7 separate regions of the Mus musculus genome follow, and regions 1, 2, 4, 5, 6 and 7 are each linked to region 3. A link is a contact called in public promoter capture Hi-C data. All regions are on one chromosome and are shown on one strand. The core of a region is the stretch at or near the end of the contact, and the rest is flanking DNA. Distances in the headings are between cores, read along the strand shown.

What was found. Promoter capture Hi-C pulls out the DNA fragments that hold promoters and counts their contacts.
Region 1: a contact with region 3 is called in a promoter capture Hi-C map of pre-B cells, with 9 times the contacts expected there. The contact joins the promoter of Zfp740 here to the promoter of Slc4a8 in region 3. A contact is called at or near these places in 2 of 39 promoter capture datasets (embryonic stem cells and pre-B cells).
Region 2: a contact with region 3 is called in a promoter capture Hi-C map of liver, with 5 times the contacts expected there. The contact joins the promoter of Rarg here to the promoter of Slc4a8 in region 3. A contact is called at or near these places in 3 of 39 promoter capture datasets (liver, pre-B cells and stem cell-derived epiblast-like cells) and 2 of 115 datasets of contacts at active chromatin or transcription factors (astrocytes and embryonic stem cells).
Region 4: a promoter capture Hi-C map of liver shows a contact between it and region 3, with 6 times the contacts expected there. The contact joins the promoter of Fmnl3 here to the promoter of Slc4a8 in region 3. A contact is called at or near these places in 5 of 39 promoter capture datasets (hippocampal neurons, liver, pre-B cells and 1 more) and 1 of 115 datasets of contacts at active chromatin or transcription factors (pancreatic cancer cells).
Region 5: a contact with region 3 is called in a promoter capture Hi-C map of pre-B cells, with 8 times the contacts expected there. The contact joins the promoter of Espl1 here to the promoter of Slc4a8 in region 3. A contact is called at or near these places in 5 of 39 promoter capture datasets (hippocampal neurons, liver, pre-B cells and 1 more) and 1 of 484 Hi-C or Micro-C datasets (B cells).
Region 6: a promoter capture Hi-C map of liver shows a contact between it and region 3, with 5 times the contacts expected there. The contact joins the promoter of Mcrs1 here to the promoter of Slc4a8 in region 3. A contact is called at or near these places in 3 of 39 promoter capture datasets (liver and pre-B cells).
Region 7: a promoter capture Hi-C map of liver shows a contact between it and region 3, with 4 times the contacts expected there. The contact joins the promoter of Prpf40b here to the promoter of Slc4a8 in region 3. A contact is called at or near these places in 5 of 39 promoter capture datasets (hippocampal neurons, liver, pre-B cells and 1 more).

The regions. Positions count from the first base shown.
Region 1 is chr15:102,201,188-102,205,013 of GRCm38.p6, reverse strand. Zfp740 (zinc finger protein 740) reads right to left here and starts at 1,369. Exons shown (of 8, transcript NM_001289691.1): 1 at 1,212-1,369; 2 at 1-443. Csad (cysteine sulfinic acid decarboxylase) reads left to right here. Exons shown (of 18, transcript NM_001359126.1): 1 at 1-875; 2 at 1,754-1,877; 3 at 2,440-2,570.
Region 2 is chr15:102,256,000-102,259,609 of GRCm38.p6, reverse strand. It overlaps Rarg (retinoic acid receptor, gamma), which reads left to right and starts at 2,088. Exons shown (of 10, transcript NM_011244.4): 1 at 2,088-2,370; 2 at 3,071-3,140.
Region 3 is chr15:100,760,272-100,764,126 of GRCm38.p6, reverse strand. It overlaps Slc4a8 (solute carrier family 4 (anion exchanger), member 8), which reads right to left and starts at 2,380. Exons shown (of 25, transcript NM_021530.2): 1 at 2,153-2,380. The coding sequence starts at 2,197. Gm52175 (a long non-coding RNA gene) reads left to right here. Exons shown (of 3, transcript XR_003951485.1): 3 at 1,201-1,438.
Region 4 is chr15:99,368,895-99,372,355 of GRCm38.p6, reverse strand. Fmnl3 (formin-like 3) reads left to right here and starts at 1,874. Exons shown (of 27, transcript NM_011711.2): 1 at 1,874-2,179. The coding sequence starts at 2,054.
Region 5 is chr15:102,293,645-102,297,572 of GRCm38.p6, reverse strand. It overlaps Espl1 (extra spindle pole bodies 1, separase), which reads right to left and starts at 1,280. Exons shown (of 31, transcript NM_001014976.2): 1 at 1,158-1,280; 2 at 724-813. The coding sequence starts at 804.
Region 6 is chr15:99,249,838-99,253,544 of GRCm38.p6, reverse strand. Mcrs1 (microspherule protein 1) reads left to right here and starts at 1,584. Exons shown (of 15, transcript NM_016766.3): 1 at 1,584-1,683; 2 at 2,963-3,082; 3 at 3,531-3,669. The coding sequence starts at 3,073. It overlaps 1700120C14Rik (RIKEN cDNA 1700120C14 gene), which reads right to left and starts at 1,757. Exons shown (of 3, transcript NR_045627.2): 1 at 1,544-1,757.
Region 7 is chr15:99,293,985-99,297,587 of GRCm38.p6, reverse strand. Prpf40b (pre-mRNA processing factor 40B) reads right to left here and starts at 2,350. Exons shown (of 26, transcript NM_001370635.1): 1 at 2,160-2,350. It also overlaps a transcript of Fam186b not described here.

The sequences.
Region 1 (3,826 bases), core at 120-2,619, 1.4 Mb before region 3:
CCTGGCGCTTAATACAGAGCTCGGCTCACTGGGGATGGTCAATACTGTTGGCTAAGGCAGAATTCAAGGGTGACACTGCAAAGAGGCTTCCCAGTGAACGGTCTTGAAGGAGGACTCGAGAGCTTTTTACCTGAGCCATGCTGACTTCTCACTTAACGAACCCAAAAAGTTCAGAAGTTCTCTGTCCCAGTTTTCCTTAAGACACTGGTTGTCTGAAGAACCGTCACCAAATCACAGTAACGGCTCCTCCCCGTTCTTTCAGTTCCTTTGCCATATTGAACTGTCTTCTCAAAGAACTCGGTGTCCTCCAAAAGGAAAACAGGTGTCCCAAGAATCCGCAGTCTCTCTCTGACTTCTGCCTCTTGTCGGAAGAAACGAGAGTCTACCAGTCTTGGTTTCCAAGTTGAATTCTCTTGGTGAAGCTCTAGGTCTGTTCCAGAAACCTGAAACCAGAAAGGGAGATGAGGCCCTTAGGTGTAACATCTTCAGGCCAAACAACGATCGAAGCTCCCTCAACTTATTTTGCTGGGCGTTCTGAAGCTCAAAAGGAGGACATGAGTCGAGAGCTTTCTTTCTAGGTCAGTAGAAGAAACTGGCCTCCTGGGCCGAAAGAGCAGCCAACGGGAGCAAAAGTAAGTTGGGCCTCCTATAGAGAGGATCTGCCAAGAGAGTAAGAGCTGGGATTTGCCATCTTAGGAACGGAAGAAGGGGGCGGAGGCCCTTTGGGGCTTTTGTGCGGAGTGGGCCGGCCTGCAAAGCTGGCACTCCACAGACGAGGGCAGAACTGTGTTGGAAGGAAGCTCGGGAGGCCTCCGCCGAGCGCCGGGGTGGCTGGCAGTGCCCGCACGTGAGCGTCGCTCGGAGTCCGCCCGAAGGTTCGTAAATTCGCCGCCGCGGAGGCGGAGGGCGGGCGTGTGTGCGCGCGCTCTGCAGGCAGCCGCAGCGCGCAGCCCCGGGAGCGCCGAGCCGCGCGCGACCTGCGTGCTCGCGCCCGCGCTTCCCCCCCCCTTCCCGGGCAAGGCCCCCTCTCCCGGCGGGGCGGTGGGGGGCGGGGCGGCGGCGGCCCTCCCCTCGCGCCCCCTCCCTCCGCCGCGCGCCCCTCCTCCGCCGCGCTCCCCTCCCCCCTCGCGCGCGGCGCCCCACGGCCTGCGAGCTGCTGTCCGCCCGCTCGCCCGCCCGCTCGACGCTGCCTCCCCGCGGCGCGCGCCTACCTGCCTGGCGCGGCCTCCCGCCGTCTCCTCCGCCGCGCGGCGCCCCCTCCAGGCCCCAGGCACCCCGTGCCAAGCCCGCGGCCGCCGCTCCCCGCGTCGGGACCGAGGCAAGTTTACAAACACCAACCCGGGGCCCGTTTCCCCGGAAGCACTTCTCCGTCCCCCTCCCCCTCTTTGCCAAGCGGCCACATCCACTTCCGGGCTCCGGAGCCGGGACAGGAGGGGGGGCCCTCCGAAAAGGGGTGAGGCTGGGGACGCGCGGAGAGCTGCAGCTGGCGAGCGGGAGGGGGACGGCCCGGAGGACCGGAGGAGGGTGGTGCGAAGGGCGGCGCCTGCGCCGTGGCGCGCGAGCGCCCCGGCCGCCATCTTCACTGAGGGCAGCTCCCAGGCTCGCCTGGAACCTTTAGGGAACCTTTAGGTACTGAGTGTTCTTTGAGAAGGTTCGCTAGGTGCGCTGGTTGATTCTTGCAGAATCTCCGTCTCTCTCCTGACGCCCCAGGTAGAAGCCGGGACAGTTCGTACCTCTGATCTTTTTTTTAAAGCTTGGTGAGGTCTGTTTTTCCGGTGCCTGCTGCTGTGGGGTGCAGACCTGCAGACTGAGGTCAGCTGGGAGGAGAGTTGAGCCGTTGCGCAGTCCTGCGGTACACACTAAACCACAATCTGCATGTGAGTCTCAGTGAGTTCCCTCAATAGCCAAGGCAAACGTGCTCCGGCCCCGCAGTCTTGACCTAGCCAAACTAGGCTTCCTTTCAAGAAAAGGCCTTTTTTCCCTTCAGTGGACTAGTCTTGTTGGAGATTTGGAAGTGCGTGTTGTCCTCTGGGCCAGGCCCCCTTTGGAAATTTGAGCCTATCCTCGAATACTAGCGCCCCACTTGTAGCATTAGAGAGGAGTTCTGCTAAAAGATAGGACTATTCTAAGTGCACACTTGGCAGAAGGAAACGTGAATTCCACTTAAGTCCCAGTTTCTATTCTAACTGCTGTCTGGTGAGTTTAAGTGACAGTAAGACACTATCCAAAAAGCATATGGATTCCTAACCACAGTCCTGTACCTTTTACACCACTAAAGTAAGTTCCATTTCCCTTAGGGTCATTCTGAAACTGACATAAAATGGAGAGACATGTCACCAGGAATGTTTTTAAAACAAATGTAGGGACCTGAAGAGATGACCCAGCTGTTAAGAGTGCTTGCTGGGAAACTAGGACCAGAGTTTGGATTCTGTTTTCCAGGTTAACAAGCCTGCTCTGACAAAGGTGGAGACTGGAGAATCCCCTGGACTTGCTGGATTCCACCTTAACTGAGAAAATTAGAGCCCCAGGTTGGGGAAGAGACCTTGCTTCTAAAGGAATAAGCAGTCCAGGTGTGTACAGGCTCTTGAACTTGCATGGACAGAGTCACATCAGAAACAATCATACAGTTTTAAACATTAGCTTAAGCAAGGGAGTGTAGCCGGGTGTTGTTGGCACACACCTTTAATCCCAGCACTTGGGAGGCAGAGGCAGGTGGATTTCTGAGTTCGAGGCCAGCCTGGTCTACAGAGTGAGTTCCAGGACAGCCAGGGCTACACAGAGAAACCCTGTCTTGGAAAAATAAAAAAACAAAACAAAAAACAAAAAAAAAAAGCAGGGGAGTGTGACAAATATCTTTAATCCCAGCACCTGAAAGGCAGAGCAGGCCAATCCCTGTGAGTTTAAGGCCAACCTGGTATACATAGCAAGTTCTACCAGCTAGAGATACACAAACTTTATTTATTTATTTGTTTGTTTGTTTATTTATTTTAAAGATTTATTTATTTATCATATGTAAGTATACTCTAGCTGTCTTTGGACACTCCAGAAGAGGAAGTCAGATCTCATTACGGATGGTTGTGAGCCACCATGTGGTTGCTGGGATTTGAACCACTGAGCCATCTCTCCAGCCCCCACAATCTTTAGAAAACAAAGAACCACCTAATCCATTGCCAGTCTATAGAATACAAAACTACATAATTTTTTCTTCTAGCCAAGCTCTTGAAGATAATCACTCTTGTTATTGTTTCTTATTACTAGATATTTAAATTTTTTGTTTTTATGTGTGTATGCATGTGTTGCTTACGTGTATGTCTGTGTAACACTTGAGTGCCTGGTACCCTTAGAGGCCAGGCAAGGGTGTGGAATATACTTAGAATGGAGTTACTGATGCTTATGGGCCACCTGAAGTAACAATATGAGCCACCACAAGGGTGCTGGGAATTGAACCTAGGTCCTTTGGAAGAGCAGCCAGTGCTCTCAACTGCTGAGCCAGCTCTCTAGTCCCTGTTGTTATATTTTTGATAGTGGGACTTGTTGGAATTCATGGTCTGGCTCATGTTAGACAAGCTGTCAGCTACTGAGTTGTTTTTTTTTTTTTTAAGATTTCGTTATTTTATGTATATGAGTTACACCATCACTGTCTTCAGACACACAAGAAGAAGGCATTGGATCCCATTACAGATGGTGAGCCACTATGTGGTTGCTGGGAATTAAACTCAGGACCTCTGGAAGAGCAGCCAGTGCTCTTAACCGCTGAGCCATTTCTCCAGCCCCAGCCCCTGAGTGTTCTACTATTCTCTACTACTCCCCAGGTCTTATTGGTTTG
Region 2 (3,610 bases), core at 839-3,338, 1.5 Mb before region 3:
GGGGTTGGCAAGTATTCTTGGACAGCATCACCTCTCCCCCCCCAACACTTCCCCCTCCAGTCATAGGAACGAGGAAGTTTCGAGGAAGTAGTTATAGTAACCAGGATGGATAATAAATGAACAAACCCACCCACCACAGAGACAGAGACATATGGACAGATCAAGACAAAGGGAACAGGAAAACAATGGGATTTTAAACTTATTGTCCTCTTGGATGCTCTCCCATATTTGTCCCCCCTCTCATCCCACTAACTGTTCCATCCCTATCTGCTACCCCAAGCTGCAGTCTCAGGGTTCCGATGCTTGGTCTCTGGGTCAAGTCCCTGAAGGGAAGAACCAGTGCAGAGAGCTGAGCAGGGTGGTGCCTGGGTCTGTGTCCCAGTGCCTGGGCAGGAAGGGAATGGTGCCCAAGCCTGGTTCATGAGGACAGGAGACTCATTCACTGTAAACCAACTACAGATGTGCCGGGGTGGGGTGGGGAGGGGGATTAGGGCCACATTCCCAAACCGCAGCTGGGCCCGCCCCTCCTTCCGCCAGCCACCACCAGGGCAGGGCAGGAGGGGTTAATTTTGCAGCCTCCTGGCAGGATCCCTGCCACACAGGCAGCTCACTATCCCACCCCAGCCTGAATGCCAGGGTCCAACTCCCGGACACACACCCCTCCCACACTGCTAAGAGCTGCTCCCAGGGTAACCGGCAAAGTCAACAGCAGTCAGGCCACCTGGGGACGGGACCCTGGAGTACCTATTCCCAGCCCTGGAGCGAAAGGCAGAGTTTCGTCTGTGCTCCCCCCCTTCCTCCCCCACAACGTCTCTGGTCTCTTGGGATTGCCACAGCAAGCCTCTCTTTCCCCTTCTCCTTTAGCTGATAATGGCTACCCAGAAAAGCCTTTCCCAGGAGGGGGATGCCTGGCCCCTAGGGTGACAGCAAGACCAGAGCTGAGTAATTCCAAAGTGGAAAATGTGATGTGATTCAGGGGCCCATTCCCCAGGTGCTGGCCACTCTGGGAGCGTTGCTGAGGATGGTCCTTTGGGCTAGTGCCTGGCCCAGCCCGTCCAATGAGCTTTCTCCTCTTCTGGAGTCGTGACCATCCCTGTGAGAGTGCATAGGACTTCACTTTTCTCTGGCTCTGTGCTCTGTGGTATAAAGTCAAACTATTGGCTTCCCTCTCTAGGTTCGAGAGCCTTTCAGCCTCGGTTTGTTTGGAGACAGAGAATATCCCTATTAGACACAGACTTTGGGCTTCTAGAGACCCAGCGTCAACAACATTCGTGGCGCATCTACCAGGCAGCCAGGCAGGCCTCGCTGGCTGAGCCAGACACACACCCTCGCCTGGGCTTTCTCCCTCACACCCAGCGCAAGGCTCCTCCCATCCCCCCTCCTCCCTAAAGTTCTTTCAGCCCTCCTCCCAGCCAGCCTCTCCCCCTCTAAATCCAAGTCTAAAGGTGGGGACGATATTGGCAGCGAGAGACCCACGCGCTTTAACTCCTGGAGTCAACTTCAGGCAGAATGAGAGGGAGGAAGCCTGTGAACCCAATTCGTAGCACCTTCATCGTAACCCCCACTAGTTAAACCAGTTTGCTCCTAGGCCATAGGACAGAGAAGGCCAGAGGAAGGGATACTGCTTTGACCTGCAGGTGGAGGTTAACTAAGAAAAGGGGACAGTGCCTTCTCCTCTGGTATACTCCTGCCCCATCACTCCACGTCTTGGCAGTGTCCAAGTCTCTCACTGCCTACCCTGGGAGGTACCAGAGACCGGCCTGGCAGAATACAGCGTGGCTAAAGACAACTCAGTCTCCCCAAATGGCTGGAAGGGGGATAGCGCCAGAGAGAAAGGGTTGGCATCATGGAGCCCAGGACACTGACCTCTGCCAGCTCTGCCCGGCCTCCCGGGGATGGAGCCACGGAAGCCTAGCAAATGGGAGGGGCAGAGACCCAGGCGTCCTGGGCCGCCCCGCCCAGTCCTCCCCCCCCCCAGCCACCACCCCCCCCAGCCCCAGGGCACCGAGGAGGGAGCCGGGCAGGGGCAGGCGGCAGGGGAGGGAGGAGCGAGGGCGGGAGGAGGAGGAGGGAGCCAGGCAGGGAGGGAGGTGGGGGGGGTAGGGAGGGAGAAAAAGAAAGAAAATATTTTCCGTGTCCCCGCCTGCGGAGTCAGTGTGCGGTTTGGGAGAAAATGTGTCGGATATTTTGGGGCGGTCACGTGGGCGGGCGGGCTCCGAGAGGCCCCGGGATTGTCCCAGCCTAGAGCCGTGCCCCCCTGAAGCCCCCCATTACCGCGAGTCACTAACACCGCGGTGCTCCATCCCCGAGACCGCCCGACGCCGGGACCTCGGGGCTCTGCGGCCTTCCTTCCCCCGCCCTCCCCTCCAGGTGAGTCAGGCGGGGAAGCCGGCTCGCCCGCCTGGCCGCCCTCCGGCCGCGGACGCCGGGGCTCCTCTGCTGAAATGAGCCAGGGGCGGGGGCGTCGGGAGCCTTGGGGTCCTTTCCCTCCGGGGGTGGCCAAGCTGTTAGCCGAGCTTATGCGGAGGCTTCCTGCCCCAAGTTGGGGTCAGTCGTGACCCGGGAAGAGAAAGGGGAGATTTTTTTTTAGACAGACTGAGGATGGGCCGGGTTGTCTGCCCTTGATTTTGGTGAGTATTGAAGGAGAGCATTTAGGAAAGTCTTGGGCAAGCGAACCAATGTTCCTGTACTCGGAATGTCAGAGAAGACGGGTTTTCCTCCTCTGGGAAAGGATGGCATTCTTCCACCGGAGTGGGGCGGGGGCATACTGAAGGGTGGATCTGATGGTCCAAGTACCCTTTCTCCAGTGGATTGGCAGGGCTCTGTATGGGGACTAGGAAAGCTCTAGCAAGTGTCTAGGTGGGTAAAGTGGTCTGTGGAGTTTGGACTGCAGAACCTGGATTCTCTCTGATCTATCCCTTACTGCACAAGTGAGCCAATGAAGGGGAGCTCTTTTAGAATATTCTCAAGGGGAGGCCCCAGTGGAACAAAGCTAGAGTTATAACGCCCGGACAGGTTCAGGAGAGCCCCTGTCCTGGAGTGCCACTGACAGCGCCTCTTTCCTTTCCAGCAGTTTCCACCAGGTCCCTCACCTCAGCCTGGCCCAGTATGTAGGAGGGACTCTCTGCAGAGGCCAGAGGGTAAGAATATGCTTAGTTGGTGGTCATGGGGATGGGGCAGCAGGGATGTCTGTCTCGGGGAGGGAACTCAAGGACAAAATGCTCAAATAATTCCCTCTTGTAGGGCTTAAACCCGGGGCAGTTGGGATCCTACTCCTCAAATTTGAGGCTTCTGCCCTTATGGTTATTCTTCGGGTACTGAGTTAGGGTTTGAGGACCACAGCCATTGTCAGTAAGGATACTTAGAGGGGGTCAAGGGGAGTGTGTGTCCAGGGTGCTCGGAGCTTGGTTATCCCAACACACACACACACACACACACACACACACACACACACACACACACACAGTGGCTTAGAACTGGTAGGCAGCATAGGACACGCCCCCCCAACCCCGGGGCACACCCCCACCTCTGGCTCAGAAAGCCACCTAACTGGCACCTCCAGTTCCCCCCTCGGCCCCACCCTGCCCGTGCCCTCTGATGCCCACACACA
Region 3 (3,855 bases), core at 1,131-3,630:
TACTTGATACAGCCAGCACACATTCTGCAGGTTATAGACAGATCTCCTCACACACACCCTAGCCTGATCGGGACCCCATCTTCTGTCTCAAGCCCCCTCACCAGTGACAACTCTTGGTCCTCGGGTAAACACCAGCTTCTTCAGCAGGGGCCACGGTGTCTCCCTATGTTACTAACCCAGAACACACCTTACATTCATTCCCCCGTGGCTCCTGTGGCTGCACCACACTGTCCTTCCAGAACCTGCTCCACATCTGCCACAGGACGTCTGAAATTCCTGTTCTGTTTCCAAGTTCTTCGACCTCCCCTTTCCTTCAGCTGATGTTCACTCTTCAGACCTTTGCCCAAATTTTCTTCATTAGAAACCTCTCCCATGGTCTGAGTCACGTACCCTCTCACAGGGCTGTCTGGGACACTGCCGAAGCACCTGAGTTTATGATGACACATTTCCTTTATGTAGTTTTTGTTGTTGTTTGGTTTTGGGTTGTTTTTTTTTTTTTTTTTTTTTGAAACAGGGTCTCATGATGTAGTCTATGCTGACCTCAAACACACAATCCTCCTGCCTCAGGAGGACTAGGACTACAGTGTTTTGTTTGGTTGACTTTGGGAAGCAGGGAAGGTAGAGTGTTTGTTCTGGCATGAAGACCTGAATCCAGACTCCCAGGACCCGTGTTAAAGCATACCAGCATTCGGGGCGGGTGAGAGGACCTCACCATAGGCTGATCCCAAGGGCTCATGGCCAGCTGATGTTCAGTGTAAGAACATGTATGAATAAATAAGGTGAATACCAGATATCAAACTCTGGCCAGCCACCACATGAGTGCTCGGGCACACACACACACACACACACAGGCATCCACACACAATTCTTACTTCTAGCCAGGGTATGGCTCAGTGGTAGAGCCTTTGCATAGCAAGTAGAAGGCAGTCCATCCCCAGAACCGCCAAAGGCAAAAAAACCAACCAACCAAACAAACAAAAACGCTAATTCTCCTTTTCTACCAGCTGGAAGAGGCAAGAGCATGGCCTATTTTTGCTCACTGTCTCCCAAACAAAGGTTGACTATAACATAGCATGTCATAAGATCAGATGGGGAAAGGTTTTCCAAGATCTTAGATCTATTTTTGTGACTGGCAAGCAAAGGCTACTTGCCGGGAAGAGGGGCAGGGTGTGTCATGCCCACTTCATTCACCACATGCAGGAAGTTCTCCATGCCTCCTCCCAGAACCCACTCCTGATGTCAACATGGCATTTGCTTCCAAGACCCGCCACCCTTCCTGCTTCGGTACTAGTCTCCGGCTCAGCTCCCTTCCCTCCTTCAAACCCTCTTGGCACAGCAGTAACCACACCTGATCGGGTTTCACAAGAAAGCCGGTGTGAGAATTCAAAAAGCTACTACTCACTGGATATCACACAATAAACTGTGTTTCACGGAGTCCTTAAAACAGCCTTGTGAAGTAAACCGTACACATATTTCCATTTTAATAGATGGGGAAACCGAGGTTCCAAGAGACAGGTAGCTTACTCAGATCGCGAAGCCTATGAGAAGCAGGTTGGAACCTGTACCCACTGACCCTTCACACCTAGTCCAATGCTTCCTAACATTAGCCGCCCCTGTTGTTCTAGGTAAGGCTGGTGGTGTCGGCGCTGTTGACACCTCACGGCTCCCCTGGTTCATGTGCATCCATACCCAGAACTTGTCAGCTGTCTGGGCAGCACGGAGGGATCCACAAAGCCGGCTACATTCTCAGGGCTGTTCCCAGCCTCCCGGTCTTTGCAAGGTTTCCTCTGAGTCACTGAGGAAACAGAGTCAAAACACAAAGACCCGCGCAAGGTCCCTGGATTCCCTCTCGTCCACCTACAGCATAACTAGGCAAGGCCAGAAGCCGGTGTGGGCCGCCAACCGGGACCCGCGGACAGAGGTCACTGCTCCGGGACACCGGGCAGCCGGCGACGCAGGGGATGCTGCAGTGCCGGCGGCTCCGGGCTCGGCCCAAGGTCACCCTCCCCGGCCACCCGGAGCGCCCCCTGGCGTCCCGTGCGGGCCTCCCCCCTGCCCTCGGGGACACGCCTGGAACCCCGGCTGGGGCAGGAGCGGGGCGGTGGGCAGAACACCGAGGCTGAGCCGGGGAGGAGCGGGAGGCGGGGCCCACCTGATAGCTGAGGACGCCGTCCGGCTCGTTGCTCCCGGCGGGCATGGCCGGGCGGAGCCTGGTCTCGCCGGTAGGTTCCAGGTTGAGCTGCAGCAGTCCGCGCCCTGTAGTCCAGTGTGAGACGATCGCACGCGCAGCGACCCCTACCCTGGATCCAAGGATCGGTCAACCATCAACCGGCGCCACCTTCATAGCCATCAGCCCGCGAGGCGCCCGCAGCAGCCAATCAGAGGGCGCCCCGAGCAGCCAATCAGCGCGCGGAGCACGGGAGGACGCTGTCCGGCGGTACCCTGGGCTACCAGGAAGAAGGGAGGAGGGCGCCAGAGAGCCAACCCCCTCCCCGCGCCGGTTGCCTTAGAAACCGCCTCCCCCCTTAGGGGGCCTCCGGGCTCCGAGGTCCTTCCTACTGCTTGCTAGGAACTGAAAATCCCTGCCTCTGTTTGCAGCTGCACCTGACTCTTGGGAAAGTGTCAGGTTTACCTGTTCTGATTTTATTCCTCGGAAGATGGGTTTTAAATTAATAGAAAATTTCCCTCCGAAACCAAGATGGCAGGAGGAAGTAATGAGAAGAGAGAGCCTTCTAAAATTACTTTTAACCCTTGAGTTAGTGGCCAGATTGAAGAGCGTTAGAGAGCAGCAGACAGGAAGCAGTCAAAGAGGCTGAGACTCGGGTCTCCCCAGTCTAAGACTGACAGCAGACAGTGGGGGTTGAGCTGAGGGTGATTTCAACGTGTCCAAAAGACATACTGTAAGACGAATTATTGTTCAGCAGCGGAACTAACCGATCTGAGGCGAGGTTGGAAAGTGAGGAGTAAGGCATTCGACTTGATCTGAGTTTAAAAGGAAACAGAGTAGGTTAACCATCCGTAGCTTGAGAGAAAGAAAGGGGCCTTTGTCTTCTGTCTCCTGAGAGTGGAGGTGAGTCCAAGCCATTGAGGGGAAAGGGATCGTGGCAATCAATCTCAGCCTCTGCCAAAACTGCAGAAAGGAGCATGACCCAGTACATGTCAAAGTTCAACCCTTATGGTGGTGCAGGCTCATCTAGCCCTCAGGAGGCTGAGGCAGGATAGCAGCAAGTTCAAGCCTGCCTAGACTTCCTGGTTAGACCTTATCTCACACAAAAATATTTTTTTTCAATCTCCACATATCATCAGTACACACTGTAATCAAAATAAGAAACAAGATTGGGCCTTAATGTCTCTGGAGCTGGGGAAATGGCTCGGTCTAAAAAGTTCTTACCATATAAGTGTGAGGAGCAGAGTTCAATCCGCAGCACCTAGGAAAACTGGGTCTGGAGGCAAAAGCTTGTGATCTCAGTGCTGGGGAAGGTAGAGACGGCAGAGTCCCCGGAGCTTGCCAGCCAGCCTCAGTCTCAACCAATCCATGATGAGCTGCAGACTTGGTGGGAGATTCTGTCAGAGAGTGCTGGAGAGACAGCTCAGCAGCTAAGGGAACTTGTTGCTGTTCTAGAGGACCTGGGTTGGGTTCCGGGTCCTCCATGGAGGCTCATAACCATCCAGAATGCCAGTCCCAGGGAATTTTTTCATCTCTTCTGAGCTCCTCAGGTGCAAGAAATAAATGTAGCACACAGACATAGATGCAGGCAGAACACCAATGCACATTAGAAAAAAAAAAAAATAGCCTCGCAGTGGTGGCACACACCTTTAATCCCAGCACTTGGGAGGCAGAGACAGGCGGGTTTC
Region 4 (3,461 bases), core at 625-3,124, 1.4 Mb after region 3:
TTCTATTTATGCTCCATGTTACTTGAGTATTCATGATAAACAAGTGTGCTCTTTTTGCTCACATATGTATCTTCAATGCTCAGAAAAGCATCTGACATATAATAATCTTTTCAAAAAAGCGTTTGTTGAATGAATGACTAAAACATTTGGGTGACAACTTGAGCGGTTGGATCTGGTTTCCAGTCATCTGGAGTCTGTGTTACCCTCGCAGCTGTTCTCCATGTACTAGCTTCATTCTCAGGCAGGTTGGGCTTGACGTGATGGCAAGGTAAGCAAGAATAGCTGTAGGTTTATGGGTTAACAATTCTCAAGCTCCAGGAACAGAGAGCCTCTTTCCTGACTCTTCCTTTACAGCCTTGACTAGTCCTACAGTCTCTAACATTGGGCAGTCTTGGGCCAAGTCCTGCTCCTTGATAGGAGCAAAGTCCAGCTGCACTTCAGCCAAAAACAGAATCTAGTGGTTCTCTAAAAGAGAACTTCTCTATCACCAGAAGAAGAGGGATAAAGGCTGACAGAAATGACAGAAGCCCATCACCTTGTTAGTAATGACAAGCCAGAGCAGAGTTGTTCTCCTATTTTCATACCAGTTGATAAGGTCTTATTCTAAATGCCTCTTTCACCTGTCTCTGTCTGTCAGGAAGAAGCCTTTCCCCTCCCTGGATGTCTGTGTCAAATATATCTCCCTCCCGAGTCTCTTTTGGATGGAATCCCATCCTTCCTAAAGCCAAGTCCAGGGAAGGGCATGCATGACCTCTCCAGAAAGCAGGCATTGCCACAGTGTGGCGTGCAGCAGAGTCTAGTGGTGAGCCAGCAGTCTTCGGTTCCATCAGAGCTGGAGGGCTGTGAGCAGCGGAAGGACCTAACAGATCGCTTTCTACCAAATCCAAGGCATTTACTTCCACAGTCTAACCTCTGTTCTCTGATATGCTGTTTGTATGGTTTACTGTTTGCATTGTACAGGAACTTGAGACCTGGAGAAGTCTGTGTAAGGCTCCAGAAAAAGAGATACCATCCTTGGATAATAAAATCCTCTGTGAGCCAGGCCGAAATGGACATTAGGTCACAGCAATCACCTTTTTAAAAACGTGCATTTTCTAGGTGTTTTTCCTACGTATCACACGTGTGAAGGTGTCGCGGATCCTTTGGAAATGGGAGTTACAGACAGTTGTGAGCAGCTCTGTAGTTGCTTGGAATGGAACTCAGGTCCTCCAGAGGGACAGCCATTGCTCTTAACAGCAGAGCCATCTCCAGCCCTCACAGGAATAATTTCAATCATTCTTTTTTTTTTTTTTTTTTTTTTTTGGTTTTTCGAGACAGGGTTTCTCTGTATAGTCCTGGCTGTCCTGGAACTCACTTTGTAGACCAGGCTGGCCTCGAACTCAGAAATCCACCTGCCTCTGCCTCCCAAGTGCTGGGATTAAAGGCGTGCGCCACCACGCCCGGCTAATTTCAATCATTCTTTCAAGCGCAAATTTCTCCCTCCAGTCGACAAAAGCTCAGAAGGTGGTGGTGTGACTTCTCCGGGGTTATATACATGGCTCTCACGATAAGTTGCTTTTTTTCTGAGACAGTCTTGCTATGTAGCTCAGGCTGGTCTCCAATCAAGCAGTCCTTCAGCCGCAGCCTCTCCAGTGCTGGAATGAACAGACCTGAGTCACAGATGGTGGTCTCCCTAGTGTTCCCAGTTAACTTTGCAGTCCGCGCTCTGTGGCTACATCCTCCAACAAACACAGCGATTGGATGCCCACCAAGGGCCACCAGGGCGCGCTCGCAGCCAGGCGCGAGGCCGCCGAGGGCGGGAGGCTCTGTGATTGGGAGGCGCGGCTGTCAGTTAGGCGCGGGCGGGGCGGTGGGCGGTGGGCGTGGCCTGCATGAATAAGGCGCGCTTCAGCGCGTCGAGCGCTTCGCCGCCGCCCGCCGGACTGCGAGGCGCCCCCTGAGGGGCGGAGGAATCGGGCCTGGGGAGCGGGCGCTGAGGGAGGAGCCAGGTCGGAGCGGCTGAGGGCCCTGGCGAGGAGGTGGAGGGCTGAGGCCCGGAGGAGGCCCCGCCGCGATGGGCAACCTGGAGAGCACCGACGGTGGCCCGGGCGAGCCGCCCTCCGTCCCGCTGCTGCTGCCGCCCGGCAAGACGCCGATGCCCGAGCCGTGCGAGCTGGAAGAGAGATTCGCCCTAGTGCTGGTGAGACCGGCGCTGCTGCCTTCCCGCCGCCCCCACAGCCCCCGCCGGGTCCCGCCCACCCCCGCAGCCCCGTCAACGCCTGGCCCGGCCGGCAGCTCGGAGCGGCCCGTCGGGGGTCGGGGAGGAGGGGTCCCCAAGCCCGGGACCTGCCCGAGGTCCAGACTCCTCCCTCCCCACTTCCCTCAGACTTCCCGGTCCGCTGCCGGAATTCCATTCCCGGGACCTCGCTGGTGGGACGGTTTCGGAAGCTGTTGGGTCCCCAGCCAAAATCAGGCATTTTTCCTCCTTCATGAGAGCGGGTCTCGCGTTCAGACCAGATGTTTCGGGGAGGAAAAGGGGGGATTGGAGAAGGGGCTGGCTGCCCATGGGGGTGGGGGGTGGGATAAGAAGCGATGCCATTCTACTTATTTCAGGACCGCCTGCAGGCATCCTGCTAAGTTATAGTGGATTTGCCTAGGCTGAACATGTGGATAAGCCATTTGACTAGACAGTTTTTTCCCCCCAATTGAAACAATACACAAACCATCCCGCCTGGTTTTTTATCCTCCCTCGTTTCATGTTAAACTTTGGTGACTGGTTCGTGTACCGTTGCTTGTGGTTCTTTGTAGTCCTTCTGTGGTTTCAAAAGGGATGGTTTCTAAAGACGAACTGATTCTCCTTTGCCCTGGGGCTTGGACGTTGATGTGAGTGACTCTGAATAGAGAGGTTAGTAGCAGGTATCACTGAGAGGAAGCTGGACCATGTTCAACATGAAGCTTTAAAAAAAAAATGAACATAACGCTAACAGATAAATCTGAAAAACTTGGGGAAATAGCTTTCACTTCTTCCCCCAAAGAGCTATTAGGAGATAGTAATAATTCTGGTGTATTGTTGGTACGGTCTGAAGGACTGACTTTGCCCGTGAGGAGGGATAAGTTGTAGACTTAGCAGCCTTATTGGATTTCATCTGCCTTGGAAGAGGGAGATTAGATCTGTTGGCAGCAGTGGAGCTGTCTAGAGATCCTGGCCTCTGCAATGTGGGGAGCCTCACATCATCATCTCAATGGCACCAACTTGGACTCAGAGAGAGTCCAGGATGTTCCACAGAGGTGTGTCAGGGGAAGCAAGAAAGGATGGCCCCTGGCAGGCGCTTAATATCAGGGCACACCCGGAGGGGATCAATTATGACCTTCAGCTGCCCCAAGGAAGAAGGAGGAAAAAAAAAAAATCAGTATGCTTGCACACCTGTGATGTATCTGCACCACCTCCATAGAGTCCCTGGTTTAAGGCACAGGGCTGGGTT
Region 5 (3,928 bases), core at 31-2,530, 1.5 Mb before region 3:
AGTGGTTAAGAGCGCCAACTGCTCTTCCAAAGGTCCTGAGTTCAAATCCCAGCAACTACATGGTGGCTTCACAACCATCCCTAACGAAATTTGATGCCCTCTTCTGGAGTGTCTAAAGACAGCTACAGTGTACTTACATATAATAAATAAATGAATAAATAAATAAATAAAATTAGAATGTAAAATTTACTATAAGGAGAATGATAAAACGTAAACAAAAACCGATGTATAACTCTCCCAAACGGAGAACATAAACCAGAGTGTCCTTAGGAGATGATCACATTAGTAGCCCTAGGGGAAAAAAAAATTTTTTTTTTCAAAGACAGGGTTTCTCTGTGTAGCCCTGGCTGTCCTGGAACTCACTCTATAGACCAGGCTGGCTTCGAACTCAGAAATTCACCTGCCTGTGCCTCTCAAGTGCTGGGATTAAAGACATGTGCCACCATTGCCCGGCGGAAAAATAATTTTTTAAATAAAAATAAAAACAATAAATAAAAAGGAAAAGGAAGCCGGGCGTGGTGGCGCAAGCCTTTAATCCCAGCGCTAGGGAGGCAGAGACAGGTGGATTTCTGAGTTCGAGGCCAGCCTGGACTACAAAGTAAGTTCCAGGACAGCCAGAGCTATACAGAGAAACTCTGTCTCGGAAAAAAAGAAAAAAGGAAAAGGAAAAAAACACAGATAATCTCAGAAACTAGGTGTGTCCTGAGCCATAAAGGGTCCCACCTTCAAGTCAGGCAGCAGCTGCTGGGTCTCCTCCTTGCTGCAGAGCAGAGTGGCGAAGTTGACTCCTTTGAAGTTCCTCATGGCAAAAGTCTAGATACAACGAAATGGTTTGTAGAAGCCTGCGAAGGGTTGTAATGGAAATAACTGGAGGAAAGAAGGGATTGAAAGTTGTAGGAGGATTCAAAGGATGAAGCAGGCAAAGAATCCCACCAGAAATCCTATGCGGGGAGAGGCCGATATAAACTGGGCTCCCGTTACAAACTGACAAGTCCACTGTTCCTTCCTCCAGGACGCTCCTTGTCCTCAGTGTCCCACCAGGCCACCGCAGGGGTCTCCACAGGGTCCTGGGCGCCGAGCACACCCTTTCGGGGGCCGCCGAGCCTCCGCAGAAACGCCCCGTTTCTTCCCAGGTCAGCAATGGGAATGTCACTTACCGCGGCTTGAGCGCGCGCTCACCAGACCCTCCGTGCCTTAATTCCCTCGAAGCTGCCGTTCCTCACCGGCCTAGCAGCGTCCTCCAGCCCGAGCTCCACCAAGCACCGGGTGGGCACGCTTCGTTTTCCGCGCCAGCACCTCCTTTCAAATATCCCTAGTGACCAATCAGCGAGAAAGCGTAACGCAGGCCGGCCGCGTGGCGCTCTGGGAGTTGTAGTTTATCTGCCGCGCTGTCTGTCACGTGTTCCTGGAGGGGCGGGTACAACTCTGGACCGGAAAGACTCTGGGACACAGTCTCCTTCTTCAACCTCAGTCAATTACAGTCATTTCGCAGTTGGGTGGTCAATCACTAAGTCTTTCTTGCCTTTATTCCCTGAGCTCAGGCAGGATTTTAAATTTCAAGAGAATTAAAATAAGAAACCCACATGGCTTGCTTTGCGTTACTAGGAAAGAAAAGGTGTAATAGCCTTTGATGTATTTTTTTGTTTTTATTTTTGTTTTTTGAGACTGGTTCTCACTACGTGATCCTAGCTGTCCTGGAACTTGCTAAATAGACCAGGCTGGCCTCTAAGAGAGATCCACCTGCCTAATGCTGGGGTTGAAGGTGTACACCACCACACAGGGTCTTTGGGATTCTTTAAAACTCTGACTTTGTGGAGAGGGACACTGAAAAGGGTGCAGGGACAACCTCCGGGTTCTCCTAGGTTCTCCTCCCTCCCAAGTTTGGATTCCAGCCTACATCTTACATGGGTTGTATAAGAAAGGCTATAGAGTTGAGTGAAGAGTAAAGGGAAGAATTCATTGTGAACGTTCACAGTCTTTTGTTTTGTTTGTTTTTTGAAACAGGGTTCAAAATACTGAGCGTAGGGATTTCTGAGTTCCAGGACAGCCAGGGCTACACAGAGAAGCCCTGTCTCAGGAAAAATCAAAAGAAAGAAAGAAAGAAAGAAAGAAAGAAAGAGAGAGAGAGAGAGAGAGAGAGAGAGAGAGAGAGAGAGAAAGAAAGAAAGAGGGAGGGAGGGAGGGAGGGAGGGAGGAAGGAAGGAAGAAAAAGAAAGGGGGAGACATAGGAAGGGGAGGGAATAAGAGAAAAAACTGACATCTCCCCCACTAGAAAATTTCAGCGTGGGAATGGCAATATTTAATGCAGACACTAACAATGCCGAGCTTTTTTCTCAAGTCAGGGGCATAAGGAAGAAGCAGCCATCCTGGAAATTGACCACCTTTATCTCCTAGCCATGGCCCCTCTCCCTTATCTGCCTGCCTACCAAGTAGTCTAACTCCTGCTCTCTCAGATGCACTATAAAGTCAAGGGTGGTACCAAACATCACCCACCACCAGAGGGTAGGGAATACTTACTAAGGAGGCTGAGGAGCTAAAAAAGCTTAAAGTTCAAAGGCAGCCTGGGTTGTCTAGTGAGACCTCGTCTCAAAATCAAAACAAAACAAAAAATCTTTTTAAAAGCGGGCCTGGGGCTGGAGAGATGGCTCAGAGGTTAAGAGCACTGACTGCTCTTCCAGAGATCCTGAGTTCAATTCCCAGCAACCACATGGTGGCTCACAACCATCTGTAATGGGATCTGATGCTCTCTTCTGGTGTGTCTGAAGACAACTATGGTGTACTCCTACACATAAAAGAAATAAATAAATATTAAAAAAAAAAAAAGCGGGCCTGGAGAGATGGTTCAACAGTAAACAGCAATGGCTGCTCTCCCAGAGGGCCTCTGTTCAATTTCCAGCACCCACATGGTGGCTCACAGCTCTCTAACTCCAGTTCCAGGGATCTGGTCCATTTGGGTAGCAGACACAGACATGGTACCCAGGCATATGTAGAGACAAAAACACCTATAAACATAAGTATAACAAATTAATTTTTAAAACGAACAGTATTTGTTACAAGGTGGGCCTGTTAATTCAAAACTATGATCCTAGATACTGGGGAGCCTGAAGCAAGAGGATCTTGGGTACCAAGAGTGAACTACAGAGGGAGTTCAAGGCTAACACAAGCCATTTAAACCATTTCAAAATAAAAAGTAAGAGGACTAGAGAGATGGGTCAACAGTTAAGAACACTTGTAGCTCTTCCTGAGGATCCAGGTTTGGTTCCCAGCGCCCTCATGGTGGCTCACAACCACCTGTAACTCCAGGGATCATATGTCCTCTTCTGACCCCTTCTGGCACCAGACACATATGGTCATGTATGCACATGGAGACAAATAACTCATAAAAAAATAAATAAACAGGCCTTTAAAAATAAATGAATAAAAATTAAAAGTGTAAAAGAGGGCTGTGGATGTAGCTCAGTGATTAGAGCAGGTGCCCGACATAGACAAGGCCCTAGGTTCTAATAATAAGTGCCACAGTAAATCAATCAATAATGATTATAGACATTTCCAGGATACTCCCTGTAGGATAAAGGACCTAGGAGAAAGGAGGTGAGCCATGAGGACATCAATTGCCTCAGTACTAACTTCCTAAACACCATGCTCACCTGTATGTTCTTTACTGAAAGCTGCGCAAAGTGGAAGTCGGGAATATGGGACCCAACACTTAAGAGATGGAGGGAAGATAATCAGGAGTTCAAGGCCAGCCTGCGGTATGTGAAACCTGGTCTCAAAACAAAGTCAGGTGTGGTGGCGTTAAGCCCAGCCTTTAAGCCCAGCCCTCTGGAGGCAAAGTCAAGTAGATCTCTGTTACTGAGAGGCCTGCCTGGTTTCCATAGCAAATATCAGGTCAGCCAGGACCACCTAGACAAACTTTATCTCAAAAACA
Region 6 (3,707 bases), core at 335-2,834, 1.5 Mb after region 3:
TAGGGCTGTCCATGTGGCTTGGTGGGACAGAACTTGCCTGATAAGCAACAAGTATTTCACTCCTACTTAAAAACAAACAAACAAACAAACAAAAACTCTTTAAAGAAGAAAGCCCAATTAATTGTCATCTGTATAGATACTAAACCACACTATATTTTGCACAACCCACCAGACTGTGTCCTAGTTTGTTTTTAATTGCTGTGATCAAAACACTGTAACTAAAGGCGACCTGGGAAGCAAAGGGTCTATTTCATCTCATAACTTTCTTTTTTTTTTTTTAAGATTTATTTATTGGTTATATGTAAGTACACTGTAGCTGTCTTCAGACACTCCAGAAGAGGGAGTCAGATCTCGTTATGGATGGTTGTGAGCCACCACGTGGTTGCTGGGATTTGAACTCCAGACCTTTGGAAGAGCAGTCGGGTGCTCTTACCCACTGAGCCATCTCACCAGCCCCTCATCTCATAACTTTCAAGTCACTGTCTATTACCGAGGAAAGTTGGGGCAAGAACCTCAAGGCAGGCACTGCTTAGACCTCCCACATCTATCCAAACAAGAAAACACACCCCAGACTTGCCTACCAACCAGTCTGAAGGAGGCATTTTCTCAACTGAGCGCGAAGATTCTAGCTAGTTTCAAGTTGACAAACCTCTAACAAGCACACTGTATACCAGAAAACTTTGTTTTGGGAGCGATAAAGCAAATACATGCTCGTTAAATAAGTAACAGTATATTATGAAGAGAAGACTTGCAACTTGTCAGGGTCGTCCATTTGACACTTAAGTTCAGGATGTCAGGCACGCTGGGCAAACGCTCTTCCCGGAAGCTCCTCCAGCCAGAGCTGCTCCACTTTTGTGCCCCTCAAAGAAGGCATGAAAGAGCTATTAGAGCCCAGTCTCCCTAGCTTTCCCGGGCATCTCTCACGGCCCCAAAGTCTGGACGTCTCCTGTTCTCTGGGAACTAGTTCTTTCTTTCAAAACAGTTTCCTCAGGGAACACTGTCCTCTGAAAAGGATTCGGTTGGTTTGCTGGCTACCCACGACTGACCCCAGCAGTCTAGATGGAGTTCTTCTGGCGTAAGCAACTGGCGCCGCTCCTTCTAAGGAGTGTTTCCTTAGGAACGCGGCCACCATCCTGCATCTCCCCCTTAGACAGGAATTTTCGGGATCGTACTGTACGCCACAGTTAGAGCAAACTCTCCAACATGTTCCTCCAGTCCTGTGCTTAGCAAAGAGCCTGACCGAATCCCTTATCTGAAAACACTGGCAGATAAAACAATACAAGATTTGGTCCAGAGAGACCTACCAAGGTTAGTGCTAATTACGAATGCACGGCGGCCCCGCCCCTCCCAGCGTCGCCTGGGCGGGGTCTCAGCACAAGCCCCGCCCTCCCGCTGCGTTTTCCAACACGGAAACCTCCGCGGTTCCTATAATTAACACTGCCTGGTGCCTCCCTAAGCGCTTCTGCCAACCGGGAAAGCTGTATTTCCGGCTCCCCGCAAAATGGTTTCCACTAAGGCGCACGGCCACGCCCCTTCCACTTACGGGTCCAGGACGAACCGGAAGAGATCGTCCAACCCTTCGTTCGCAACCCGGAAGTAGATGTGTCTCACGGAAGCCGGCTTTGGCCCTGCGGCTCCTGCCGTCGCCGCGGAGAAATTGTTGGAGCTGGCAGCCTAGGAATGGTGAGACCCCGCGACTCGTCTCCTAGTGTTCTGAGTAGACCTGGAGGGTGAAGTGGAGTTTCCCAACGTGCCTCGGGGCACAACCCCACAACAAGATTTGGGGCCCCGCCCCGGTATCGCCCCGAAAAATCTGCGCATGCGTAAGTCCGATCAGGCCAGGCTCTGGCCTGCGGTGTTACGCATGCGCACAGGTGGCATGCTTGAGGTGGGATGAGAATTGTCTGGGAGTTGGTCCTGGTTCGCTACCACCGGCCTGTGGGCCTCAGAGCCAGATGGCGAGATCGATGCAGTAGTATGGAGCCGAAGAGTTGACTAAATTACCACTGCTCCCCAGAGTCCCTGAAACAGACCTGCACTGATCCCTCACCTTGGGGGTGCCCTGTCGGGAGGAGGGAAGGGAAGGAGGGCAAGCACTTTGCCTTAGTTGCTCGTGGGACTGGACACCTGCACCCCCCTTCTGTGGTACCCACGGAGCTGGTCGTGGAGCGTCCTTAAAGGCAGAGCCAGAACTTTGCTCTACGAGACGCCGGAGTCAGGAGGGGCGGGGCTGCCAAAGCGCTGGGTATTCATACAGTTCCCAAACCACGTTTGAATCGTCCGAAGGAACCACCCGCTTTAGTAAAAGCTGCAAATGGAAGGGAAAGCAAAAGGGTAGCGAGATAGTGGGATTCCATCTACCTTCCCAGGCTGTGGCCTGGGGGCAGGCTGGTGCTGCTGATTTGAGTAGACAGGCAAAGGAAAACAAATGAGTCAGGAATCCCTTGACCCTTTCTGGTTAACGTTCCAAATGCTTAATTTAGGATTCACTGGTAAAATTAAGAGAGATCTCTGAGCCTAATACGTTTTTTCCCACATCTTTTTATCATTCACACAAAGGCCTCAGTGACTCCCACATAGCTACTTATATTTTTTGTTTTTATTGTTTGGAGCAGAGGCTCACCATTATATAGATAGCCCTGGCTTGCTCTGTAGACGAGGCTGGCCTTAAAGTCAACAGAGATCCACCTGCCTCTACCTCTACCTCTACCTCTACCTCTACCTCTACCTCTACCTCTACCTCTACCTCTACCTCCGCCTCCACATGCTGGGATTAACTGTCAGAGCCATCAGACCAGGTAATAGCTACTAATGGTTAGGTGCAATTGAGAGTAGAGCTCTTTTGCCTCTTCCCACTACCTCAGACAGGGTGCACGAGTGCACGAGGATAAGGGATTGGTCAGTCAGTAGGTTTGGCCTGTTGGAAACCCGAGCCTGAGGGAGCCTTACCTCTCCTTCCCAGACTCTCTTCTCAGCATCCAAGCTCGCTTGGTCAGAACCCTTGGATGAGCCTGTGGGACCCTTCCTCCTAGCCCTGTGGTTTGGAGCCGGAGGCTTTGGGACTGTGAGAGGATGGACAAAGGTAGTGTGAGGCCCGGCCATCTCCCCAAGCTCTCGGGCGCCAGGCAGCCTCTGACTCTACCCCTTGCCTTGCACGAGTGTCTCTCGGTCTTGGCCCGGCAATGCCACCTACCACCCCCCTCCCCTGGGCCAGCACCACCCATGTGCCTCTCGGCAGAGCCACAATTGCCTCAGTTGCTGTGGAGCTTCTGCTCTTTGGCACAATGCATTTTGATAGCCAAGGGAGCAGTTATGCTCAGAGCCCACCCCGTGTGTCGGCCTCATCAGCCTGACCTGAGCACCTGTGCTGCACCCCATGACCCGTGGCACCAGGAGGTCTGAGCCCGGATGGGATCTGGATGGCCAAGGAGGAATGCCTGCCTCAAAGACCAAGCCTCAGGGAGGCCGGGCAAGGGCTGAGGGGCTGACACAAGGGTCCGTGCACAGAGGTCACCCTTTCTCTTTCCTAGATTCTCAGGGGCTGCTAGACTCGTCCCTGATGGCGTCAGGCACAGCCAGCCGCTCCGAGGATGAGGAGTCACTGGCAGGGCAGAAGCGAGCATCCTCCCAGGCCCTGGGCACTATCCCCAAACGCAGAAGCTCCTCCAGGTAGCCTGGGCTCAGAGCGCCTGGAAGGGGAGGCATGT
Region 7 (3,603 bases), core at 1,101-3,600, 1.5 Mb after region 3:
TTTGGATACTACCTAAAATACTGTTTGCACTCATTTGTTTGTGTAAATTCTCTTGAGTATAATCGGTAATAGAAACATGTAAAATAGAGATCCTTTACCTTGGTGGAAGGCAGCAGGTATCAAATACTCATATGGGAAAAGTTACATGATAGAAAGCTAACTGTATGGAGACTTCTGGACAGAATTCAAACCCTGGCCCATTTTACTCAGTTACCCAGGGAAGACAGAGGGATGGGATGAATGGAAATGACCATGGACCTTTTAGAGTCTTCCCTCCCTCCCCCTGTGCTGTCCTTTCTTTTCTGCTCCTCTCACCTGCTGCAATACCAATACAACTTTGGGACGGTAACACTTCTGAGTGGACTCTGAAGTGACCAGTGCAAAAGGACAGTAGAAAGAAAGCTAAAGACAAGCAGATTTGTCAGTCTTCCCCGGAACAGAACACACATTGTAGGGCAGGGGAGAGTCAATACTGAGACTATTGGCCATCTAGTCATCATATATTCAGGGAGACCAATGGAAGCATCCTGATACAAGATGTAATCAATTCTCAGCCTTCAGATCTAAGGGGTAGCTCAGAACTGAGCACTCAGAAGAACAGGGAAAAAGACAAAAATAGAGAGACAGGGAAGAGAACAGAGATCACGGCTAACAGTAATGTTTGCTGGGTGCATATTATGAGCCAGAGTCACACCACATGTCCATTTAATCCTCACAACCTTCTGAGAAAGTATCCCCATTTCATGGAGAAGCTGGGGTTCTAACAGGTTACTTCGTGGCTACAGTTCTCAGAGATTAAACGGCGGAGGCAGGTTTGGAATCCAAGCAGTCCGACCCCATAAAGCTGCCTCCCAGAAAGAAGGATGGCACAGATGACATTTCTTAGCCTCATTTTTTTTAATCCCAATCCTGAGATTCTGAGACAACCAGGTGATCCTAGGTAGGCCTGGACTGACTTATTCACCAAAGGAACTGTAAGAAAATGAAGGCTAAGAGGCATATTTCTCAAAGAGAGGCAGCCATCATCAAAAAGAAACGGGGTTGGCAGAGTAGTTCAGCACTACAGTTCTTGCCGGCATTAACAAGGCCCTAGGTTCAATGCAGAGCGCTGCAAAGAACAGCTGAGCTCTAGCACCCTGTTGTCTCCACTGACCTGCAGAGCCCAAATAGGTCCAGCCCCTCCCCCACCTACTTCCTAGCCTCTACTCTGGTGTGTAAGCCCTAGCATTTCTTCTGCTCCCCACAAAGAGCCTAGAGATCTTTCTAGAATACAACATTTTGCTTCTGATCCTCCATCACCTCTTCACTCTCCCGAAGAAACAGAATGTTGTTACTTCTGGTTCTCATCGTTTTTGAACTTCCAGGGTTCAACTTCCTCTATTTATAGAGTTCTCCCATTTCTCCAACGGGATTCCCAAGGCCCAGGCCTGCCAGGACCCAGCCTTGCAAGCTTTAAATCTCTTATCCGTAAATCCCGAGAAATTTTCCCCAGTCAAGCTGAAGGTCTCCACTCCAACATCCTCCTGCTTGACGCATCCTAGAACCCCTTCGCCTGAATTCCCTCCTCAAATCCCGCCCCCTTCTGCAACGGATGGAGAGTCCGTTTATCATACTGCCCATTTTCCTTTTTAAAAGTCAATGGGAAATTCAAGGCCCAGAGAAAGGTAGTGACTTGCCCAAGGTCACACAGAGTTACCACAGTCTGTCTGAAGGCAGAGCCAGGGTTGGGACCCAGGGGCCTCTGCTCCTCCGTTTCTTGGACTACTCCGGTTCTGAGGTGGAAACCAGGAGCATCTCTTTCCTCAGAAGTCCCTCCTAACCTCGGGAGACAGGTTTTGAGAACGGATGGGTAAGGAAGGGTGTCCCCTAAGGTCCAAAGGGGCACCTGGGGCTTCCAAAAGGCACAAGCCTGGGTCTGGGGGAGGGGCACGGGCCACGCCAAATAGCCTAGGATTGGCAACTGGTTTCCATCGCCTGCCCTCCCTTCGCCCCCGACCTTTCTCCACAGACCCACCGTTCACTTCATCCCTTCCTCCTCCTCACACAGCGCCTAGGCTCTCCGTCCCCTCAGCCCCCGGTCGCACCCGCCCCCCCGCCCCCCGCCATGCACCATAATGGCCTCCCCGCCCCTTCTACCCTCACTCCCCGCCCCCACCTACCTACAGGGCTTCTTTTCCTCACCCCTCGGTCCCCTCGCCCTCCCTCAGGGTCCCGGGTGCCCCGGCGGCCCTCCCGCCTCCCCGGCTCGAGCCCGGGCCGCAGGGGGCGCTGTGAGACAGCCCCGGGCCTCTCCACCCCCGCGCGGGGACGTTACCATGCCAGAGCCTCAGAGCAGCTGGGCCGGCTCGGCCCACTCGCCAGTAAAAACAGCTCTGATTGGCCGGGCTTCGGCCGGGAGGGCGGGGCCAGTGGGGGGGTCGCACCCCTTCGTGGCCGGGGCTCCGGTTGCTCTCGCCGAGGAGCGGAGCCCCCAACCGGCCCGGTGTGCCCGGCCCGGCTCCGCCCCCGGCCCGGAGCGCCAGGCCCCGCCCCCACGTGCGCAGAATCCTGGGACCGCCCCCTGGGGCGGGGCGCGCCTGGGCCCACCCCCGGGGGCGGAGCGCGCCTGGGCGGGCCTGGGACTGACCGCGCGCTGGCTGCGCAGGGCGGCGTGGCTCTCCCGGCTCACAGCCCCCTTCTTGCCCGCGACTCCGCGGCCACCACCCAGACCGGACCGAGCCATTAATTTCTCCCGCGCAGAGGGCACTACAGCGGTTCACAGAGCGGCTCTTTTCCCTGCGTATTTTCTTTAGTTTTAATTTTTTGTTGTTGTTGGTTTTTTTCGAGACATGGTTTCTCTGTGTAGCCCTGGCTGTCCTGGAACTCACCAGGCTGGCCTCGAACTCAGAAATCCGCCTGCCTCTGCCTCCCGAGTGCTGGGATTAAAGGCGTGCGCTACCACGCCCGGCTTTAGTTTTAATTTCTTAATTCAAGAACTATTAATTAAACTCCTGTGCCAGCAGCCGTATGTGTCGGGCAAAGCCGACAAATCCCCTAAATGAGTGCGTACGTGCCTCTCGCTTAGCGCTGGGTTACTTTCAGAATCTGCCTCTGTAACATCTACAGTGAGAGATAAACGTTCAGTTATGTAGATAAGGGAACTCGAAGCTACTTAATGGGCATGCATGCTCAAGTTCTTGGGCTAGTACAGCTGGCCCTGGTTGGAGGCATTGCACCTCTTTACCCCTCCAAAGCCGGGGTAAAGACCAAGACGTTGCCTGTTTCCTTCTGTAGGTTTCTGAACCTGACTCAGGAAAACACCTCTTTATGTCTATAGACAATTTGGCTTTATCAATAGTTGTATTAAAAGTTCTTATATTCATTCTTCAAGCCAGCACTGAGTTGTAGAGGCAGACAGATCCCTGGGGCTCAGCGGCTAGCCGAACTAGCCTACATTGTGTTTTCTGACTAGTGAGAGACCTGATCTTTAAAATGATGTCCCAGGACGTCATGAAAAGCCGGACATGAGGGGAAGAAACCCTTTCCCCTGAGATCTAATTTGTCTTTCTTGAAGTGATCTCAAATAACAAATCCATGATGCACTTTAAATCTAATGTATGTCAG